2 separate regions of the Oryctolagus cuniculus genome follow, and region 1 is linked to region 2. A link is a contact called in public Micro-C data. All regions are on one chromosome and are shown on one strand. The core of a region is the stretch at or near the end of the contact, and the rest is flanking DNA. Distances in the headings are between cores, read along the strand shown.

What was found. Hi-C and Micro-C count contacts between places; a contact is called where the count stands out from the background.
Region 1: a Micro-C map of ear pinna shows a contact between it and region 2, with 3 times the contacts expected there. The contact joins the promoter of HSP90AA1 here to the enhancer-like site in region 2. A contact is called at or near these places in 3 of 6 Hi-C or Micro-C datasets (ear pinna, psoas muscle and an unstated tissue).

What each region holds. Positions count from the first base shown.
Region 1 is chr20:45,356,631-45,361,662 of mOryCun1.1, reverse strand. HSP90AA1 (heat shock protein 90 alpha family class A member 1) reads left to right here and starts at 2,386. Exons shown (of 10, transcript XM_051834811.2): 1 at 2,386-2,630; 2 at 3,095-3,256; 3 at 3,347-3,713; 4 at 3,905-4,353; 5 at 4,442-4,607; 6 at 4,739-4,929; 7 at 5,026-5,032. The coding sequence starts at 3,095.
Region 2 is chr20:45,253,558-45,258,078 of mOryCun1.1, reverse strand. No RefSeq gene overlaps it. Among named protein-coding and RNA genes, the nearest start is that of DYNC1H1, 14 kb to the left of the region's middle. Within about 2 kb of position 2,903, at least 8 of the 8 cell types and tissues checked have an H3K27ac peak or open chromatin away from gene starts, as enhancers often do. A contact at or near this core is called in ear pinna, where this site is marked.

The DNA of each region.
Region 1 (5,032 bases), core at 1,137-3,636, 100 kb before region 2:
GTTCACAGGCAGCCAGGGGCAGGTGGTGGCAGGGGGCTGGGCCATGGCCAGGGAAGTGGGGGACAGCTGTCGGGGAAAGTGGTTCCCAGTGAGGACAGACCCAGGGGGTGGCCCGGGGCAGGCTGCAGAAGAGGAAGGCCAGACAGTGCCCGACGGACAAAGATGGCAGAGCAGGACCACTGTCTTTTTTTTTTTTTTTTTTTTTTTTAAGGCTTTATTTATTAGGAAGGCAGAGTTAGAAGCAGAGAGGCAGAGGTGGGGGTGGGTTCACTCCCCAAATGGCCGTACCAGCCAGAACTGAGCCGATCTGCAGCCAGGAGCTTCTTCCAGGTCTCCCACGGGGGTGCAGGGTCCAAGCACTTGGGCCACTTTCCACTGCTTTCGCAGGCCACAGCAGAGAGCTGGATCGGAGCTGGAGCAGTGGGGGAACTCGAACCAGCATCCATATGGATGCCGGCACCGCAGGCATGGCTTTACTATGACACAGCACCAGCCCCTACAAGTCTTTTAAGATTCATTTGTGGGGCTGGCACTGTAGTGGGGAAGATTAAGCCGCCGTCTGCAGTGCTGGCATCCTATATGGGCGCCGGTTCTTGTCCCGACTGCTCCTCTTCTACCCAGCTCTCTGCTGTGGCCTGGGAAAGCAGCGGAGGAGGATGGCCCAAGAGCTTGGGCCCCTGCACCCACGTGGGAGACCCAGAGGAAACTCCGGGCTTCTGATCGGCCCAGTTCTGGCTGTTGAGGCCATTTGGGGAGTGAACCAGTAGATGAAAACCTTTTTCTGTCTTCCCCCCAACTCTGCCTCTCAAATAAAATCTTTACAAAGAAAAAAAAAGTTCATTTATTTGGAAGGCAGAGGGGAGACGCGGAGAGACGGACAAGTTGAGAGTGACCTTCCGGCCCCTGGAGCACCCCCCAAATGGCCACAGTGGCCAGGTGGGGGCCAGTCTGAAGCCAGGAGCCAGAGCTCTGTCCTGGGCTCCCACGGGTGGCAGGGGCCATCTGCCGCATCAACAGGAAGCCGGGCGGGAAGCAAAAGCAGCTGGATCCAACCGGCACGCTTATCCGGATGCCGCATCCCAAGCGGCGGTTTAACCCACCAGGCTCCAGGGAGGGCAGCTGGGGACCTGCCCCTGCTCTCCGCGCCTCCCCCTCCACTCCTCTCCTCCCCCGCAGGCTGGGCAAACCTGGGCCAGTCACATTCCTCCCCATTCACTTGTAGGAAACGCACATGAGGGCCGGGACCCGCCCGCGGCTGAAGGGGTCTGTTCCCACCTTTGCGACGCTCTGCACGCTGTGGGCTGCGCTCACGCTCCCAAGCGCTCTCCAACCTTCTCCTGGAAGAGCGGGTTTTCCTAGAGACCACGAGGGAGCGGAGCGGTCAGGTGCCTTTAGGTTGGGAGCGTCCAGCTGTTCCAGAGGGCCAGGCCCGTCGAGGGAGGAAGTGGGCCAACAAAGGGAGAGCTGGACACAAAGGCTCCGAGGGCCGGCGCGCTGAGCCGCGGCGTCCTTCCAGGGCAGACCCCGACGCTGACAGTGAGGACCCTACAGCCTGGATGTGGCTCTTATTTTTTTTCTTTTTTAACATTTATTTGAAAGGTAGGGTGAGAGAGGTCTTCCACCCGGAAGTTCACTCCCCAGATGGCCAGGCTGCAGCGTGAGCCAGGGACTCCACGCGGTCTCCCACGTGGGGAGGGCCCGGCCGCCGCCGCCCCCGCCCCGGGCTCCGAGCGCCCCAGTCCCACTTAGACCTGGCCTGGGGCGGCCCCCGGGGCTCCGGCGCTGCACGCCGCTGCTTCTCCGGAAGCGAAAGGCTACGGGTTTCCCGGAACCCCGGCGGCGGCGGCGGCCGGGCGAGCGTGGTTCAGCACCTGGGCACGGGGAGGCCGTGGCATCGGGGAGCCGGCCCGGGGGGCTTCCGCGGCCCTCGCCCTCCTCACGCCCGGCCTCGGGCCGCACCTCTGCGGAAGCCCAGGCGCCGGAACGCAGCCCTCGACCCGTAACCGCCGCCGCAGGCCCGCAGCACGACTCCAAAACCCAGTCCCCAGACACAGCGGACGACCCGGCCCGGCGACCGAAAGCTGGCAAGGCCTGCACCCCAGGCCGCTGCACCTTGCGCGGGCGACTCGTTGGGAGCGGCCCCGAGCTGTCATAACCCACGGGCCATTTTTTGCACATTTCACACTACAAGGGCAGGGACCTCAGGGCTCGACGCCCCCTCCCCCGCCCCGGCTCGCCCGGCGCCGCGAGGACGCATGCGCACGCGCCCGCGCTCGCGCCCGCGCTTGGCGGGCTTAGGAGCCCGGAAGGCGCCGAGCCCGCGCAGGCGCACAGGGGCCGGCGCGAGGGCGCGCGGCGGCGCGGGCGGGCGGGGGGCGCCCGCCGTTCCCTGCGCGGGGTCGTGCGCGAGCCCGGGGCAGGGGCGGGCCACAGCCAGGGCGCAGGCGCAGGCGCGTGGCCGCGGTGGCGGTTGGGGAGGGTTCTTCCGGAAGGTTCGGGAGGCTTCTCGAAAAGGCGCCGCGCGCTGGGCGGGCCCGCCTCTATATAAGGGCGGCGCGGGGGCGGCGCGCCAGTTGCTCCAGCGTCCCGGTGCTGCTGCGTCGCGGAGGCCGTGCGGTTCTTCAGCCAAGGTGAGGGGGCTGCGGGGGGTCTCAGGCCCGGGGGTGTGCGGGGGCGGCGGCGGGGAGCGGGGGCGGCCGGGGGCCCCCTCGGCCGCGGTGCCCGAGCGGCCGCGGTTCGGCCTCCGCGGCCGGGGCCTGTGGAGCCGCCTCCGGCGGGCCGGGGGCGCCGCGAATGTTCTGGAGAGGCCGCGGGGCGGGGGCGGGGCGGGGGCGCCGGTGCGGGGCTGCGGGGGGTGGCGCCCAGCCCCCGGCCGTGCCGTGCCGGCCGCCATGGCGGGGCCGCGGCCCGCGGAGGGCGGCCGGCGGCGGCGCGGGGCGAGCGGGGCCCGGCCGCGGCGTCCGCCCCGCAGCGCGCACGCTCCCGCGCCTGCCGCAGCTCGAAATGAGGTCATCCCTTTGTGAGGCGCCCGCGCCGGCCTCGGGGCGGGCGGCGGGGGCCGTGCGGCGCCTGATGGGCCTCGTGCCCTTGGCAGATGCCCGAGGAGACCCAGACCCAAGACCAGCCGATGGAGGAGGAGGAGGTGGAGACGTTCGCCTTCCAGGCGGAAATCGCCCAGTTGATGTCCCTCATCATCAACACTTTCTACTCGAACAAAGAGATCTTCCTGCGGGAGCTGATCTCAAACTCGTCGGATGTAAGTGGCGGCGGGGAGGAAGGGGCCCTGGCCTCGGGGGGCGGGGGTGGGAGGGCGCCGGCTGGGTGCTGAGGACTTGGGGTCTTCCAGGCTCTGGACAAGATCCGCTATGAAAGCCTAACCGACCCCAGCAAGCTGGACTCGGGCAAGGAGCTGCACATCAACCTGATTCCCAACAAGCAAGACCGAACCCTGACCATCGTGGACACGGGCATCGGCATGACCAAGGCCGACCTGATCAACAACCTGGGCACCATCGCCAAGTCCGGCACCAAGGCCTTCATGGAGGCGCTGCAGGCTGGCGCCGACATCTCCATGATTGGCCAGTTCGGGGTCGGCTTCTACTCGGCGTACCTGGTGGCTGAGAAGGTGACGGTGATCACCAAGCACAACGACGACGAGCAGTACGCCTGGGAGTCCTCGGCGGGGGGCTCGTTCACTGTGCGGACCGACGCAGGTAGGGGGAGGGGCGCTGGGCGTGCTGGCGAGGGGGCCGGGGCTGGCGGGGCCGGCCTCGCGGGGTTCCGCCGCCGCGTTCGCCCGGGCCGGCCTGGCCTCGCGGGGTTCCGCCGCCTCGTTGGCCCGGGCCGTGCTGGCCTCGCGGGGTTCCGCCGCCCCGTGCGACCCGGCGCGCTGGCTTCCCCGCAGGTGAGCCCATGGGGCGCGGCACGAAGGTGGTGCTGCACCTGAAGGAGGACCAGACGGAGTACCTGGAGGAGCGGCGCATCAAGGAGATCGTGAAGAAGCACTCGCAGTTCATCGGCTACCCCATCACGCTGTTCGTGGAGAAGGAGCGCGACAAGGAGGTGAGTGACGACGAGGCCGAGGAGAAGGAGGACAAGGACAAGGAGGAGGAGGACAAGCAGCCCGACGACAAGCCGGAGATCGAGGACGTGGGCTCGGACGAGGAGGAGGAGGAGAAGAAGGACGGCGACAAGAAGAAGAAGAAGAAGATCAAGGAGAAGTACATCGACCAGGAGGAGCTCAACAAGACGAAGCCCATCTGGACCAGGAACCCCGACGACATCACCAACGAGGAGTACGGGGAGTTCTACAAGAGCCTGACCAACGACTGGGAGGACCACCTGGCCGTGAAGGTGAGCGCCCCGCGCCCGGAGGGTGGCAGCCCGGCCCCGGCGCCGTCGCGGTGGTGGTGGTTGGCACCGGGCCTGTGTGTCGTTGCAGCACTTCTCGGTTGAGGGGCAGCTGGAGTTCAGAGCGCTGCTCTTCGTCCCGAGACGAGCCCCGTTTGACCTGTTTGAAAACCGGAAGAAGAAGAACAACATCAAGTTGTACGTTCGCAGAGTCTTCATCATGGACAACTGTGAGGAGCTGATCCCTGAGTACCTGAGTGAGTAGGAGCGGGAGTGAGCCCAGTGTCGCTGGTGATGCCACCATGTCTCGTCCGTCTGCTGGGGGGGGGGGGGGCGGGGTGTGTGTGTGTGTGTGCTTAGACTGAGGGCGCGGTCTCCGCTACCTCAGATTTCATCAGAGGGGTGGTGGACTCGGAGGACCTCCCGCTGAACATCTCCCGGGAGATGCTGCAGCAGAGCAAGATCCTGAAAGTTATCAGGAAGAACTTGGTCAAAAAGTGTCTGGAGCTCTTCACGGAACTGGCAGAAGACAAAGAGAATTACAAGAAGTTTTATGAGCAGTTCTCCAAAAATATAAAGGTGGGTGCAGACACACCGACGGCTGCCAGCTGGGTCCACACTGCCCCGCGGGGAGTGGTGAACCGAAGCCGTTCTCACAGGCGGGCTCTGTTTCAGCTGGGGA
Region 2 (4,521 bases), core at 1,654-4,153:
CAAACATTTGGGCCATCTTCTGCTGCTCTTCCCAAACTATTCACAGGAAGCTGGATCAGAAGTGGAACATCCAGCACACGAACAGGCCCCATACAGGATGCCAGCGTTGCATACAGGATGCATTATGCCGCAATGCTGGCCCCCAGGAAATAAATCTTAAAACAACTTACGAGGCATGTTCATCTGGCAACCCATTTACTAAAGTTGGAGCCATAGACAAAATTAATTAGTCCTCTAAGCTAACCTAATACACGATTCATGAGGCTTCCCATATTTTTATTCACTTGAAATTTAATTAGAGGGGGCCAGCACTGTGTCACAGGTTAATCCTCCACCTGCAGAGCCAGCATCCCACATGGGCGCCGGTTCTAGTTCCAGCTGCTCCAAGCAGTACACGGCCCAAGCACCTGGGCCCCTGTACCCGCGTGGGAAACCCGGTAGAAGCTCCTGGCTTCTGGCTTCAGATTGACGCAGCTCCGGCCGTAGCAGCCATCTGGGGAGTGACCCAGCGGATGGAAGACCTTTCTCTCCGTCTCTCCCTCTCACTGTCTGTAACTCTACCTCTCAAACAAATAAATCTTTTTTCAAAAAATTAGAGAATCAGAGAGAGGCAGAGAGAGCTCCCACCCATTGGTTCACGTCAGCCTGCATCCAAGCCAGGAGCCAGGAACTCAGTCTGGGACTCCCACACGGGTGGTAGGGATTGAGCTACCTAAACCCCCAGCTGCTGCCTGCAGCGTCTGCATCAGGAAGAAGCTGGAACCGGAAGCAGGGCTGGGCCGGGACACAGGCGCCACCAGGGGATGTGGGAGTCCCAGCGGGGGTCTTCCCCGCTAGGCCAAATGCCTGCCCCACGCTCATTTTTACGATGGCACGAATGTACTTAACCCCGCCGAACGTACACTTGGAGGTGGTTCAGGTGGCACGCGTGCGGCTATGTGCATTTAACCACGGCTTACAGGGAAACCGACCCGACCTAGGGGTCCTTGCCTCCTTCTCACTGTACAACTTACAAACCAAGCGGCAGTCTCCTACGGCCTGGTGAGCTGTCACCTTGCTTTCTTCGCCGGCTCAGCACCCAGCGTTTCACCCTCGCACTTCCAGCGCTGCAAAGCAGGACGGGGCTCTAGGATGTTCACAGAAAGGGCCAGTGCTGTGGTTTAGCAGGCAAAGCCTCCGCCTGCAATTGCTGGAGTCCCATACGGGTGCCAGCTTGAGTCCTGGCTGCTCCACTTCCGATCCAGCTCCCTGCTCTGGCCTGGGAAAGCAGTGGGAGACGCTGCAAGAGTCTGGGCCCCTGCACCCACGTGGGAGACCTGGAAGAAGCTCCTGGCTCCTGGCTTCCGCTCGGCCAAGGCCTGGCTGTTGTGGCCATTTGGGGATGGAACCAGCAGATGGAAGATACCTCTCTCTCTCTCTCTCTCTGTAACTCTGCCTTTCAAATAAATAAGTTTTTTTTTTTTTTTTTTTTTGACAGGCAGAGTAGACAGTGAGAGAGAGAGAGACAGAGAGAAAGGTCTTCCTTTGCCGTTGGTTCACCTTCCAATGGCCGCCGCGGCCGGCGCGCTGCAGCCGGCGCACCGCACTGATCTGAAACCAGGAGCCAGGTACTTATCCTGGTCTCCCATGGGGTGCAGGGCCCAAGGACTTGGGCCATCCTCACAGCAGAGGGCTGGCCTGGAAGAGGGGCAACCGGGACAGAATCCGGCACCCCGACCGAGACTAGAACCTGGTGTGCCGGCGCTGCAAGGCGGAGGATTAGCCTAGTGAGCCACGGCGCTGGTCTCAAATTAATAAGTCTTAAACAAGTTCATGGGAAGTGCTATTATGAACAAGTACGCATGGATTTCAAACATTTTTGCACCCAAATACCCATCTTTTAATTCCATTTTTCAGCTCTCTAGGAATGACACCGGCAGAGAATTTCGGGGAGGGCGCGAGTTCCCCGGCGCCGGTCTGCTGCGCTGGGCGGGGACGGAGCGGCTGTCCGCGGGCCGCCGCGTTCCCCGCGTCCCTCCTGCCTGTTCCCCGCTCCCCGGTCCGGCGAGGCGCCGTGGGCCGCGTCTCCGTCTCTCGAGGGACGAGAGTCGCCTGGCCGCGGACGTGCGGGTCGAGCAGGGGCCAGCTTGGCCCGCTCCGCTGCCCGGCCGCGCGGCCCCGGCCTGGCCCTGCTCACCCACGGGCCTCGCACCGCCGCCGGCTCTGGGGCCCAGGGGGCGGGCGCCGCTTCCCGACCTCGCGCCGGGCCCCACGCAGGGGCCCCGTCCTTTGTCCTCTGGGCGAGGGGACTCGGCTCCGAAGAGCGCCCTACTCCAGGTCACTGTTAGGAGAGTCGGCCGCGTGTACAAGGCCGGCTCGGGGCAGGAAGCCCCCAGCTCCACTGCGCCTCAACCCTACCCGCTCCGAATCGCGCCGCAGGCGAGGCCCTTGCTGCTGGATGCGACAGGCTCTGTCATGTGATCCGCGCCTCGTCACATGACCAGACACCCACTCGATCACGTGCTCGCTGCAGCCAATCCATGCGTCCGGGAAAGAGGCGTTGTGATTGGTTGGTTCTCAAAAAGAGGCGGGACTCTCGGTCAGAAGAAGGAAAGCGCCATCAGGCCGCCCGGCCATGCGCTCCTTGGGCCGCGGGAATCGCGCTCTCGCGAGACTCGAGGGCTCTCGGGCGCCTCCGCGTCCCCCGTTCGCCTTGGGGCGGGCGGGGTTGGGGCAGCCGCGTGTCGGCGGGAGCTGTGGGACTGTGCTCGGCTCCCTGCGGCCTGGGGCGCGGCAGATTCCTCACGGGGCCCCGGCCGGGGAGAATCCGGGGTCCTCTGCCGCGGGACCGGAGCTCCATCCCGGTCTCCGAGCTTCCCAGGCGGACGGGGCGCGACAGCCGGGCCGGGGCCGGCGCTCCTGGGTGGGACGCGAGCGGCCGCGGGCTCGCAGCCCACACCCGGGAGAGCCTGGCCTCCTGCCGAGGCGCACAGCCCCGGGTTCCCGCCGCTCCCGAAGGAGACCTGGTCCCGCTCTGGCTCCTGACCCGCCCAGTGGCCGGGGCTCGCGCTCAGCCTTGCGTGAGGGGTGGGGGCAGCAGCGCCAGGCGTGGAGACTTGTTCCCACGGAGCGCAGGAAGACCGAGCCTGGGGCCGAGGACTGGCCGGGACTCCCGGGGAGGATCCAGCCCCGCACAGGAGGCGCTGAGCCGGGTTCTGGTCCCGCCAGGGTGCGAGAGCCCCAGGGCGCCGGGTGCGCGGAGGCCGGGGAGGCCCGAGTCATCCCGGGGTCCTGCGGGGCGCGCAGGGAGAGCCTGCAGGCTGGTCCCGCCAGGGTGCCAGAGCCCCAGGGCGCCGGGCGCACGGAGGCCAGAGAGGCCCCAGTTGTCCCGGGGTCCTGCGGGGCGCGCAGGGAGAGCCTGCAGGCTGGTCCCGCCAGGGTGCCAGAGCCCCAGGGCGCCGGGCGCGCAGAGGCCGGGGAGGCCCGAGTTGTCCCGGGGTCCTGCGGGGCGCGCAGGGAGAGCCTGCAGGCTGGTCCCGCCAGGGTGCCAGAGCCCCAGGGCGCCGGGCGCGCGGAGGCCGGGCAGGCCCGAGTTGTCCCGGGGTTGCAGGGGAGGACAGGGGACCCCACTCCGAACGTTAAAGTGCCTCGCAGAGTGTCTGGGGAGGGGAGCCGAGCAGTGCCGACGGCTGGGAGGGGAGGCTTGCTTCTGCTGGTTGGTCTTGAAGTGTGGCACGGCGGTGAGAAAGGCCGGCCTCCTGGTTTTGGGCACATCGGTGGTGCAGACGACCCAGGGGAGCGCGCCTGGCGAGGGTGTGTTCTGGGTGCCGAGCACCTGAGTCCCGACCGGGCGTCTGCCCCCAGCACACACGGGCTGCTGGCTTCATCCTGAAGTCCGGGGACAGGGGAGGGCTCCGGAGGGCCAAGCCGGCCTGCGCTTGGGTTCGGAGTGGCTGGTGAGCTTACGGAGCGGGTGCGCGGTCCTCAGGGCCTCGGCCTTCTCATCAGCAAGGCGGGCGCAGTGGCGCGGGTTGGTCCTGGGCGAGTTGCCGAGGCGTGCGCATGCCTGCCGAAGGCCAGCTACCGCAGGTGACCGTGGGTGGTGCCCCCGTCCTCTCCCGGCTTGAAGGAGCCCACTGGTTCTGCAGAAACGCCTCCCACGAGGTACTGTGGGTTTCCTTCAAGTCAGCGTCTGGCTTCGCTGCAGGTGTTGAGAATGCGGCGCTGGGAGAACACGCAGAGACCCACAGCGTCCAGTTCTGGGTCCAGACCAGCCATCCGCGAAACCAGCCGGGGTGTGGCGCTCGGGTGGGGGGGGATCCAGGCGGCCGGCGCCCTCTGGTGGTGGAAAGTGCCGCTGCGGGGGGGGGGGCTGACAGGTCAGTCTGGACCTGGCTCAGTGTTCTGCGAGGGAGCCCCACGGGAGGTGGCTTCTGGGCCGGGAACCGGGACCAGTCTGCGGTGCCCTGTGACAACGCACTAAGAGCACCGGCCAGACTCGGCGAGCTCACACACAACCGAGTGCAGTGGGGCGTGTCCGTC